Regions from separate parts of the Callithrix jacchus genome. Here region 2 is linked to region 1. The links are chromatin contacts, called in public Hi-C maps. All regions are on one chromosome and are shown on one strand. Each heading gives the region's core, a stretch centred on a gene start, on an enhancer-like site or on the middle of the called end of the contact. The rest is flanking DNA. Distances are from core to core; before and after follow the strand shown.

Region 1 (6,408 bases), core at 2,057-4,556:
ATTGCAAACATTTTCCGAAGCAAAAGCAGCAGACACAAAAGTCACCTACAAGTCCACTCAGACGGAATGTCCAGGACGAGCAAACCCACAGAGACAGAGAGCACATGCATGGTTGCCAGGGGCTGCGGCGAGGGGAATCAGGAGGCTCAGGTTTCCTTCTAGGGGGATGAAAAGGTTCTGGATCTAGATAGTGGCAGTTGTAAAACATCGTGAGTATCCCCCAAACTACCGAACTGTACTCTAAAATGGCCACAATGGCGACTTCTCTGTGAATTTTACCTCAATTAAAAATTTAGGCTGGGCAGGGTGGCTCATGCCTGTTATCCCAGCACTTTGGGAGGCCAAGGTCAGGAGTTCGAGACCAGCCTGGCCACCATGGTGAAATCCTGTCTCTACTAAAACAGAAAAATTAGCCAGACGTGGTGGCAGATGCCTGTAATCCCAGCTACTCAGGAGGCTGAGTCAGGAGAATCCCTTGATTCTGTGGGGCAAAGGTTGCAGTGAGCCAAGATTATGCCACTGCACTCCAGCCTGGGCAACAAGAGTGAGACTCCGTCTCAAAAGAAAAAAATTTTTTTAAGAAAGAAAAATAGGCCGGGCACGGTGGCTCAAGCCTGTAATCCCAGCACTTTGGGAGGCCAAGTCGGGTGGATCACGAGGTCAAGAGATCGAGACCACCCAGGTCAACATGGTGAAACCCCGTCTCTACTAAAAAAATATACAAAAAATTAGCTGGGCACGGTGGCGCGAGCCTGTAATCCCAGCTACTCAGCAGGCTGAGGCAGGAGAATTGCCTGAACCCAGGAGGCGGAGGTTGCGGTGAGCCGAGATAGCGCCTTTGCACTCCAACCTGGGTAACAAGAGAGAAACTCCATCTCAAAAAAAAAAAAAAAAGAAAAATAATAATTTACCGACAAAGAAAAGGAGAAACAGAGTCCCAGGCAGGGGAAAGGGCGGGCACCGAAGGCACCAGCGCAGGATAGCTTCTGAGAGCCGCAGACTGCCCAGAGTATTGGCAAGAGCACAGGCTAGATGCAGCCCTGAGCGCCAGCCAGGAAAGGGATTTAGATTTCATCTGTGCCAACGTGCAGCCCTCGGTGGCTCTTCAGCAGGGAAACGGAGTGGCCAGATTTTGCAGATTGGGAAGGGTTCTGGGGCCTCCAAGGAGAAGGGAGGTGTTGGGGGAGGCACTGGAGGTGTGTTCTGGGGCTGCGGGGGTGGGGGGGAGGGGATGTGGGGGAACAGGTTGGAGGTGGGTTCAGGGTCTGCAGGGGGGAAGGGTGATGTGGGGGGAGGGGTTGGAGGTGGATTCAGAAGCTGTGAGGGGAAGGGGGATGTGGGGGAGGGGAGGTGGGTTCAGGGGCTGCGGTGGGGGGAAGGGGAGGTGGGGGGAGGGGATTGGAGGTGTGTTCAGGGACTGTGAGGGGGAAGGTGGGGGAGGGGATTGGAGGAGGGTTCAGGGGCTGCGGGGGGGAAGGAGATGTGGGGGGAGGGGTTGGAGGTGGGTTCAGGGGCTGCGAGGGGGAAGGGGGTTGCAGGGGGAGGAGATTGGAGGTGGGTTCAGTGACTGTGAGGGGGAAGGGGGATGCGGGGAGGGGATTGGAGGTGTGTTTAAAAGCTAACAGGGGGAAGGGACATGGCCAAGGGAATAGGAAGGGGCAGGGAGGAGGGGCAAAGCCTGAGGAAGTGGGAGGTCAGAAGAGAGGGGACATGGGAGGGGAGGGAAAGGAGGGAGGCAGATTGGTGGCTCAGTAGTCAGGCTCATCAGGGTGGGAAACCCTGGGGCAGGAGTGCTCTGGGAGGAAGATGAAGAATAAGTCCAGAATATGGGTGGGAGATGCCTGAGACATCCTGGTAGGGACAGAAGGGTCAGCCTCAGGGGAGGGTCTGGGCTGGTGACAGGACCCTGGGCTCAAATCTGAGGGCTTGGAGAGTTCAGGTGCCGGCTGACAGGTTTCCCAGAACAACTATCTGAACCCTGTGACACCAACAGCGGTGGATTCATGGGCTCTGAAGCCAGTGGCCTGGGCTCAAATCCCAGCACTGCCATTTATAAGCACCGTGCATTGGGCGAGTTACTGAATCTCTCTGAGCATCCTTCTCTTCCCAAAGTGGAAGGAATCCGTTCCTATCTCATAGAGTTGCTGGGAAGATTCAGTTAGTTAATATTTGCCCAGGGCTTAGGTCGGTGCCTGGTGACTGCTTAGCAAATGTTAGATACTATTTAGTGTGCATAAGATTCATTTAGGGATCTTATTAAAGAGGAAGCATCCTGGGCCCCACCCCCAGAGATGCTGGCTGAGACAGCGTCACATGTGGCCTGGGAATCTGAGGGTTTTGTTGATGTTTTGATGTTTTTGGTGACAGGGTTTAACTCTGTCACCCAGGTTGGAGTGCAGTGTCGTGATCTCAGCTCACTGCAGCGTCAGCTTCCTGGACTCAGGGACTTTCCCGCCTCAGCCTCCAGAGTAGCTGGGATTACAGGCATGCGCCACCACACCTGGCTAATTTTTGTATTTTTTGTAGAGATGGGGTCACCATGCTGCCATGGTGGAGGATCGATTAAGCGATCCGCCTGCCTCAGCCTCCCAAAGCACCGGGACTATGGGCGGGAGCCACCGTGCCCATCTGGAATCTGGCTTTTTACAAGCATCCCCCAACCTACCCTGTGTCATTCTGAGGCAGGTGGTCAGTAGACCCCACAGCCTTGGTGAAGCTGAAGGAATAAGACTACAGGGTTCTGGGGTTGCCCAAATTTTGAAGTCCAGGACGCAGCACAATGCAGAGATGTGGTAGGAAAACTGGCTTGAAAGGAGACCCAACGGATGACAGAGACTCTCAGGAGAAGCGGTGAGCCATGGGGTCACATGCCGCTGAGAGTCAGCTAGAGGACAGAGGAGCCTCTCTCCGGGGGAATGGACATCAAGAGGGTGGCCGGTGACTCTGGAAGGAGCTATTTCCAGGAAGCAGTGGAACCTAGGCCAGAGAGCCAGGCTTCAGGAGTATGGGGGTGCTACAGACTGCACCGTGTCTCCTCAGATCCCCCAGATGAAGTCCTAACCCCTGGCACCTCCGAATGTGGCTGCATGTGGAGACGGCTTTTAAAGAGGGGATTGAGGTGGAATGAGGTCACACGGATGGCCCTAATCCAACACGGCTGGTGCCCGAATAAGGAGCAGGAATTTGCACAGACACGGAGAAAGGGAAGGCTACGTAAGGCACAGGGAGAAGACACGGTCCACAAGCCAAGGAGAGAGGCCTCAGAAGGAGTCAGCTCTGCTGACCCTGCGGTCTCGCATTTCCAGCCTCCAGCACGTGAGAAACAAGCTTCGGCTGATTGAGCGCCCCGTTTCTGACGCTCTGCCACAGCAGCTGACAGACCCGAGAGTGAGGCCGTGAGTCAGCAGTGCTCTGCAGGGTCCAGACGCTACCCGAAACCTGGGCAAAGCCCCAGACAAGAAAGACCAAAATCAACAGACAGAAAAAGGCAACGTGGTGAACTTTGATTTTTTTTTTTTTTTTTTTTTTTTTACTGTCTCACACTGTCACCCAGGCTGGAGTGCAGTGGCTCAATCTCAGCTCACTGAAACTTCCGCCTCCTGGGTTCATGTGATTCTCCTGCCTCAGCCTCCCAAGTAGCTGGGATTACAGGCATGTGCCACCAAACCTGGCTAATTTTTTCTATTTTTAGTAGAGAAGGGGGTTCACTATGTTGATCAGACAGATCAAACTCCTGACCTTGTGATCTGCCCACCTCGGCCTCCCAAAGTGCTGGGATTCCAGGCATGAGCCACCGCCCCTGGCCAATTATTTTTATTATTACTATTATTTTTGTGTGTGACAGAGTTTTGCTCTTGTTGCCCAGGCTGGAGTGTAGTAGCATGGTCTCAGCTCAGTGTACCCACTGCCTCCTAAATTCAAACAGTTCTCCCGCCTCAGCCTCCCCAGTAGCTGGAATTATAGGTGCCTGCTACCATGCCCGGCTAATTTTTGTATTTTAAGTAGAGACAGGATTTTACCATGTTTGGCCAGGCTGGTCTTGAACTCCTGACCTCAGGTGATCCACCCACCTTGGCCTCCCATAGTGCTGGCATTACAGGTATGAGCTATCGCACCCAACTGATTATCTTTTTTTAATCTGTAAGTTGGAGATAATGTATCTTACAGCATAATTGTAAATGTTCAGCATAACATATGGAGTGTATACTAGGTTCTCAAGAATCCTAAAGAGGGCCAGTTGTGGTGGCTCAAGCCTGTAATCCCAGCACTTTGGGAGGCTGAGGTGGGAGGATCACTCCTGGAGGCCAGGAGTTCAAGACTAACCTGGGCAACATAGCAAGACCTCATCTCTCCAAAGAATCTTGAAACTAGCTGGGCTTAGTGGTGTGCACCTATAGTCCTGGGAGGTACTGGAAAGGCTGAGGGGGGAGGATGGCTTGAGCCCAAGAGTTTGAGGTTACAGTGAGCTATGATTATGCCACTATACTCCATCCTGGGTGACAGAGTGAGACCCTATAGGAAGAAGGAAACTTCAAAAATGAGTAACAATTTCATCAGTATCCTCAGAGAGATAAGAGAATTGCAATCATAAAACAAGAACAGAACGTAAGATAAAAGGGATATTCGGAGAACAGAAAAGAGGCCATGAAAATTACCTACTTATATGTTTTATATTAATATATTTATAATATATACTATATATTCTTTATATATCATATTTATGGGCAGTATATGGGTGGATATGTAATATATATTTACACTTACATACATATAGAAATTAAAACCTCGAAATAAGGATTAGAAGATAAAATTGAAGAAGTGAGATGGAAAATAAAAAAACAAAATGTCACAGATCCTAACAGAAGGGCCAGTATCTGAATTACTGGAGTTCCAGAAAGTAAGAACAGAGAAAATGGAGAGGTGGAAATCATTGATCATATAAGTCAAGAAAATGTCTCAGAACTGAAGGACAAGACTTTACATATGGAAAGAGCTTACCAATAAGCCAGACTAATAGATGAAAACAGTTTTGTTTCGTTTTGAGATAGTGTCTCGCTCTGTCACCCAGGCTGGAGTGTGGTGGCATGATCTTGGCTCACTGCAACCTCCACCTCCCAGGTTCAAGCAATTCTTCTGCCTCGGCCTCCCTAGTGCTGAGACTACAGGCGCATGCCACCACACCTAGCTAATTTTTATGTTTTTAATAGAGACGGTGTTTCACCATATTGGCCAGGTTGGTCTGGGACTCCTGACCTTGTGATCTACCCACCTTGGCCTCCCAAAGTACTGGGATTACAGGCATGGGCCACCGTGCCTGGCAGAAAACAGATTTTTAACAAAGCATATCATCATGAAGATTAGGGACAGAGGTTCTACAAGTTCCCAAAAAGGGAAAATATAAAAAGGCAGGTATGTGGGAAATATCTTATAAAAAGGAGTAGAAATCAGACTGACTTTGTACTTCTCAGAGCAACACTGGAAGCTAGAGGATGCTGGAACAGTGCCCTTGAAATAAACTACAGTCAACCAGGCATGGTGGCTCACGCCTGTAATCCCAGCACTTTGAGAGGCCAAGGTGGGTGGATCACAAGGTCAGGAGTTTGATACCAGCCTGGCTGATATGGTAAAACCCCATCTCTACTAAAAATCAAATATTAGCTGGGCATGGTGGCAGGCGCCTGTAATCCCAGTTACTTGGGAAGCTGAGGCAGGAGAATCCCTTGAACCCGGGAGGTGGAGGTTGCAGTGAGCCAAGATCACACCACTGCACTCCAGCCTGAGCAACAGAGGGAGACTCCATCTCAAATAAAAAACAAAAAACAAAAACCTACAGTTATGCAATGTATAGCAACATTTCAGTCAACCATTGACTGCATATACAGTGGTGGTCCCATAAGGTACCATATTTTTACTGTATCTCTCCTGTGTTTAGATATGTGTAGACACATGAATACTTACCATTGTGTTATAATTGCTTATAGTATTCACTCCAGTAACATGCTGTATGGGCTTGTAGCCTAGGAGCAATAGGCTAGATCATATAGCCTAGGGGTGTAGTAGGCTGTACCTCACAGGTTTGTGTAAGTCACTCTATGATGTTCGCACAATGACAAAGTTACCTAATGATGCATTTTTTCTAATGCATCCCTATTATTAAGCAATGTGTGACTATATTTCCAATCTTCATTTTATACCCAGCCAAACTATAAATCAAGTAGGAAGGCAGATAGACTAAAGGCATTTTCAGACATGAAAGATTTCAATAAATCTATGTCCCTTTCTTTCTTCCCTACTTTCTTTCTCATTTTGGTAGGGTGTATCTTCCACCCTTCTCCAGAATGGGAAATCGCAGGACCAAAAAAAAAGCAGGACATCCACCTCTGGAGGTAAGGATTGATCCGAAGGTGT
Region 2 (6,408 bases), core at 1,843-4,342, 150 kb before region 1:
TACTCTGCTGTTTCTGGACATCATGCTTTCTGTACTGAGAAATTCATAGTGGGATGCTCTCAGATCATTTAGAGGAAAATGTTTCTCTTACTCTGTTCAGACACAGAACCAACCCTCTGTTCCTCAACTCCCTCCACTCACCTGCTGAACCAGTGTGGAACAGGAACTCCTCTCCCGGCTGGCCTCAAGGGGAGTTTGCCTGGCAGGTCATCCCTGCCCCTGCCTGGCACGGGCCCCTGGGCATCCGTGGTTGCCTTTGATGGAGTGGCAGGGTGGGAGTGGGGGTCCAGTGCCTTTTGGTGACTGGAGGTTTAGTCCTGCCAGAACTGCCCTCCCTGAGCAGGGTTGAAATCCTTCTAGGACAATTGTTGAGTGTTCCTCACAGGGCTGAGCACCCTCTCAAAGCCACTAATTATTTGGATTACTGGGTGGCATGCATTTGTGCTAAGTACTTTTCAGATACCACACTTAATCCTCACAGCAAGCCCATGCAGAGGGTGCTCTGCCCCAGGTTTGCAGTACTAGTGACAGAGGTGTTCCTGGGTGCCTTAGGCATGAGAGGGAGATAGCAAGGCTGAGGGGTGCATGGGGCTCCACTCCTGGGCTTGAGCACTGCCTGGAGCTAGAAGGGAGCAGACGCCCAAGGGTTAGCTGTTTCCTGCCAGGGTGGCACCCTGGAGGGAGGGGGTGGGAGTGGGCACCTGGATGGACCTGCTTCCAGATGGGTCTCAGGGTCTTTCCTCAGGGCCTGAGTGATACCTCCCAGTCTGAGAGTTCGCCTGGGCCCACACTGAGTCTGGTGACAAAATGGCTAGGCACAGTTCCAGTGGCCCTTGGGCTAAGGAGAATTCAGAACGTTTTCTTAGAAAATGAGGCCTTTTGTCATCAAACACAAAGAAAATTAAGCGGGTAGGTGGCTAGAAAGAGTTCATCTCCAGGAGGGACCCTGAAATCCTTTACCTTCGTCCTGGTTTTGTAGGGAACCATCCCCTGCATAGATGCCCCAGGCACCTAGGGCCTTTCTGGCCGCCAAAGCTGCTTTCAGAAGGGCAGGGTATTTTCCAGTTCCGAGGAAGGTTAAGTTCTAGTTCCACACAAGTCAAAGCCCAGCCCCTTCCCTCTCCCTACCCTTCCCGCCTCCAGCCATCTCTAAAAGCAAAGAAAAACCGGTTTTCCATTTTAAATTATTTTATTGTATATTTAAAAACCAACAGTAATAAAGACCTCACTCGCACACACGCAGTACAAATACCAGGGTGAGGTTTTGTTGGTGTCCGTGTTGACACCGGAACTACTGTTAAAGTGCAAGTTTGGTTTTGTGTTCCTTTGTGCAGTTTCACTCACATGTAAACAAGTCACTTGGCTATGATTTGACCCAGCCCCCCTTAGTTTTGGGAGGGCACAGGTTCTGCCGGCTGTCATGGCAACCCGGAATCACAGACAAGATAATGCCCCGTGGGTCCTGACCCTCAAGCCGGGCAGGACGGTTTCTTGAAGCCTAACAGGCTGGATAACTTCACATCACCCCCACCCCGCACTCACTCTTAGGTCTTTGAGAAGACAATGCCACTCTCGGCAGGGCCCTTGCCCCCCACCCCGCCAAGTTGTGGGGATGGGATGGGGTGAGGGTGGGAGTAGTCTCAGTCTTGGCCAGTTCTCTTTCCTTCCAGAGCAGATGACTGTCCCTTCTTGGTTCAGTGGCGCCTCCCCAGCGCTGGGGGCGGATCGCGGGGAGGGAAGACGCTAGTCCAGTCCGCGCGCTCGCGGCCCCGGGGCGCACGGGGCGTGCCGGGCCGTTGGATTTGACTTAAACAAAAAGGTCCTCCTTATGTCGTGTGGCTGCCGGCGCGGTGGGGCTCCTAGCTGATGACGCAGCGCTCCTTGTCCTTCGCCTGGCTGCCGGCGCTGGCCTTTTCTCGGATGTACATGAGGTCGCTGTGCACGCTTGGCCGGCGCGCGAAGGGTGCCACGATGCCGAAGGCGTCGCCCGGGTCGCCGCCGCCGGCCCGCAGCAGCCTCTTGTTCCGCAGCGCCTTCTTGTGCAGCACGTCGCAGTACTGCACGGAGACCTTGCGGTGCAGGTCCGGACTCATCTCGCTTGGCAGCTTGGCCATGGCGAAGAGTGCACGGAACATCTGGTCCAGGCTGCTGTTCTTCTTGGCTGAGATCTCGAAGTAGGCGCAGCGCTGGGGGTCGTCGCCCACCAGCTGCTCGATCTCGCGCTGCTCCACCTCGCGGTAGAAGTCCCGGTCACCCTTGTTGCCACAGATGACCAGGGGCACGTCCACGTTCTCCTTGGTTTTGTTCTTGAGGCAAGCCTTGGTGTCGAGGATCTGCTGTCTGAGCCGCTGAACCTCCTCGAAGGAGTCGCGGTTGTCCAGGCTGAACACCAGGATGAAAACGTCTCCTAGAGGGGGCACAGAGAGCAGAAAAGGAGAAGGTGAGGGTGGCTGTCCAGGGGACAAGTTGGGCTGACTTCGGGGTCGCGCGGGGCGCGCTTGCCTCTCCAAGCGCGAGGCGCGCGACTGGCGCTCGCGGGCTGTCCTGGCAGAGGGTTCCCCGCCCTTCCCTCCGGCGCCTGCCCGGCCCCCGGCTCACCTGTGAGGATGGAGAGGCGTCGCATGGCGGGGAACGGGTGGTTGCCGGACGTGTCGAGGATATCGAGCTGGTAAACCTCGCCGCGGATGGAGTAGAACTTGCGGTGGAAGTCCTCGATGGTGGGCGTGTAGGCGTCCTCGAAGCGGCCGGTGAGGAAGCGCGAGACGATGGCCGTCTTGCCCACCTTGGACGAGCCGAGGATAACCATGCGATAGCAGTTCTTGGCCGGGATACTCAGCTCCGAGTCGCTGGGGCACATCTTCTTGATCATCGCGGCCAGTTTCATTGGGCAGAGGGGCCGCGAGGGCGGGAGCGGGGCCGAGCGAAGGGCGGAGAGTGGCCGGAGGCGCTGGGGAGGCGCGCGGGTTAGCGGCCGGAGGGCTCTGCTCGGGCTGGGCGCGGCTCGGGCTTGGGGATCCGGCTTCGCTCGAGCTGGGCTTGGGTTTGCGCTCGGCTCAGAGTCTCCCGGGCTCTGGGCACAGGCAGCTCGCTCTGGCTTTGGCGCCCGGCCGCCGCCCTTATATGCAGCCTGCGTGGCCGCCCCGCCCCGGCCCTCCCAGCTTGGTGCGTCACGCCCCGCGAGACCCGCCTCCCCCGCACCCGCTCCAGGCCCCTGCGACCTCGCCGACCGCTGCCCCGCTCCTGCTCTCTGGGCGCGGGGGCTGGGGGAAACTGAGTCCAGGGTCGGGCTGAGGCTGGAGGCGCTTGGACTCCGCTCTTCCACCGCCGCGGGCTCGGCTGCCGCAGGGGTGTTGGGGTTCTGGTCTCGGCGGTGCCCCGACCCTCTGCGACCTCTAGCAAGGAGCCCCCTTCCAGCTCCTCCCGCGCGCGTACACTCACTTTCTTTGGTTCTCAGTTTCCCCAGAGAGATCTAGTAAGTAACCCAGTAAGCGCAGCAGCGTTTGCTGGGGGCTTGCGCGGACCGTATATTGAAGTCCCCAGAGCATAGCCCAGACACCTCCCGCTCCGGTCCCCAGCCCGGCGCTTGTTCCCGGGAGGCGGAAGCCGGGCTGACAACGGGTTTCCGGGCCTCTGGCGCGCAGCTCGGCACCGCGCGCTCAGGCCGCCAGAGGGCAGCAGAGGGCCCGGCCGATGGCGCGGGGAAGCTGCGGGCGCCGCGTTCAATGCTGGAACAGGCGAGGAGCGGGGCGGGTGGTGAGCGGGAGGGACGGGGCAGGGGCCTCGGAGCGCCAGGCTGGGACCCAGCAAGAGCGGTCCCCAACCCCGCGCTCTGCTGCAGGCCTCAGCTTCCTTTCTTCCAGCCAGAGATGCTCTGTGGCATGGAGGGCTCTGCAGCCAGCGTCCCACCCGAAGGGCCAGGGCCCACCCCGCTCCCCCATAGCATTTTGGATCTTTACTCTGCGGCACGTGGGCCGACCTCATTGTCTAGCTGAGAGAACCTGAGCTCAAAGCCACAGTGAGCCCTGGGAGCACAGCACAGCCTCTTGCCTTCTCCTGGGCCTCAGCTTTCCCTTCTGGAAGATGGTGATTCTGGTTCTGTGATTATGGATGAAAATATGCAAATAGTTTAGGAGGGCAGGTGGGGTAATCGTGACAATAACAGTAGTGTTGATCCATGGGGCCTGGTGGGGGTACACTCAGGCCCACTCAAGGTTGATCAGTAACAGGAGTCCTGGGGTGATGTTGCTGAACGTTGGCAATAAGGTATCTGGAGCCTGCTCCTCAGCCCGGAGTGCTTGAGGAAGCCACTGCTCCCAGTCACTACAGGCAAGGCTGTGCACTCAGTGTTTTGCTTTGGCCATGTCTGATTTAGGAGAAACCTAGGGGACCATTACCCAGCTCCATCAGCCCACCAGTCAGTTGATGGTGCTCCGTGGGCAGTGCGGTGGCTGCCACCCTCCCACCCCATGCCTACCCTCGCCCCTCCTGCACTGGCGCTTGCTACAGGACACTCCTACTTGCCTCTCAGCCCAGCTGGGCCCCCATCCTCGGAGTCCCTGCGTCTCTCCCAGGCCTGACTCTTACTGTCAGATATTTCAAATGCACACATCACACAGTGCACATCCAAGGGCTCATCAGCTGGATCTAAGAAATGTCAGTGGCCCCCGGCTCTGATTCCTGGTGTCACGCAGGAGTTATCTGACAGGCCCCTGGGGCTGGGGCCTCGCCATTCTTGCTTTCTGCCCCCACTGAGGCTCCCTTCCCTCCCCATCTGAGGTATGTCTGCCAGATACTGGGAGAAGAATGAAGCCCCAGCCCTGGATAGCAGGCTGCAGCGTGCAGTGGTCCCGGGTATTCACTGCAGAAAGGAGCCAGTTGAGGGTGCATAGGGGGGCTCAGTGAAGGTACAGGTCTGAATCACCTCCAGACTGAGCACCGCCTTCCTGTGCCACCCACACGGCACTGCATGGGCAGCCGGGCTGTAACTTGGGGTGACTGATGGCCAAGGTGGACCCCAAACAGCCTTTGCCTCCTGGGACTCTAGTTCCAAGAGAGTCCATTTGATATGAGTAGAGAGCCTGAGGGTAAGGGTTACAGCCCAGCTCTTCCCAGGTCAGTGTCCAGGCTGGCCCCTTAAATCAGGAACATGAGTGACACTGGCAGGCACTGGCCCAGCCTGAGTCTTCAGCCACAGTGATTCCTGGTACCATCTGTGCACAGCCGTCTGCCCTACAGATGCCAGGTTCCCATTCTGAATGCCCCAGAGTGCCTCCTGTCACGGAGGTGGCCTCTGGTACCTCACTGTCACAAGCAGCAAGGCCCCTTGTTTCTACCCTCCTCTCTTCTTTTAAAAGTGTATCTCTTTCTTTTTATTACAAAAGTAATAAATGTTCATGGTTTTTTAAAAAATCCAAACCATTTCAAAAGGGCCAGAATAAAACACATACTGGGATCAGGCCCTCTCTCGGCCACACCCAGGACTGGCTACACCAGTCCTGTGGGGTGGCATCTCCTGATGTCCCCACATGGCCAGACTCCCAACTGCACGAAGGAAGCCTTATCCCCAAGCAGCCTCTGCCACCCGCCTCTTCATTAATGCAGGTGGTGTCCTTTTTTCCTTCTGGGGACTTTATGCCAGGCCCTGCCCTAGGCTGGCTAATCAGAGAGGCCGGGGAGGGCCGGGAGCTGGAAGATAAGCAGGGACAACTCCCTCTGGACCCTGGAGCCCCACACAGAGGAAGTATGTGCAGCTGGGCTTCCCAGCCTGCCGCCCGGGCCCTGCCAGCCATCCCGGCATTGGATGTCCAGGCCCATCACACTCCCACACTGTCTCCAGCAAATAATTCTGTTTTCTGTTTGGGGCAAGAGACAACAAACATCGTTTAGGAGGCTGTGAGCCTGTCTGTAAATAGTATTTACTTGCAGCACAGAAATTTTCCTGCTCAGAGGGGAGGGAACTGTTTAAAATTTTGACCAAATGCCAGGCATGGTCTGGGGGTGAGCCGCTCGACCCCACCCCCTCCAGGCAGGAAATGCCAGCCACACAGCCTCATCTGAAGGCAAAGATCAATTAGGAAGTTCTTGAGAGCTGGCCAGAGGAGAACGCTGGGAGCCCATCAGAGCTTTGCCTGTGGTGGTGTCCCAAGACAGAGTCTACTCAAGGGCTAGAAGTGGGCACTTCGGGTGACAGGAGCCGTGCCAACCTGTGTGGCCAGAGCCCATCACCAGTGCCTTGCACCGAGGACGCCCTGGGGCGCACTTTGTCCTGTGTGACCCCTGTGCACTCCACCTCCGGAAGAGGAGGAAAGGGGCAAATAGAGCTGGCTTTGGGTTCCCTCTGACAGGCTCCCCTCATCAAGCTGAGATCATAACTCTGATGAGCTCTGTTTTGGGCAGAGCAGACTCTTC

Evidence for each region. Hi-C and Micro-C count contacts between places; a contact is called where the count stands out from the background.
Region 2: a Hi-C map of skeletal muscle shows a contact between it and region 1, with 4 times the contacts expected there. The contact joins the promoter of RASD1 here to the enhancer-like site in region 1. A contact is called at or near these places in 2 of 3 Hi-C or Micro-C datasets (induced pluripotent stem cells and skeletal muscle).

What each region holds. Positions count from the first base shown.
Region 1 is chr5:69,498,674-69,505,081 of calJac240_pri, reverse strand. No RefSeq gene overlaps it. Among named protein-coding and RNA genes, the nearest start is that of PEMT, 63 kb to the left of the region's middle. Within about 2 kb of position 3,306, at least 1 of the 16 cell types and tissues checked has an H3K27ac peak or open chromatin away from gene starts, as enhancers often do. A contact at or near this core is called in skeletal muscle, where this site is marked.
Region 2 is chr5:69,650,875-69,657,282 of calJac240_pri, reverse strand. RASD1 (ras related dexamethasone induced 1) reads right to left here and starts at 3,092. Exons shown (of 2, transcript XM_002747874.7): 1 at 2,599-3,092; 2 at 1,171-2,407. The coding sequence starts at 2,884. The coding sequence ends at 1,860. MED9 (mediator complex subunit 9) reads left to right here. Exons shown (of 2, transcript XM_002747875.4): 2 at 1-8.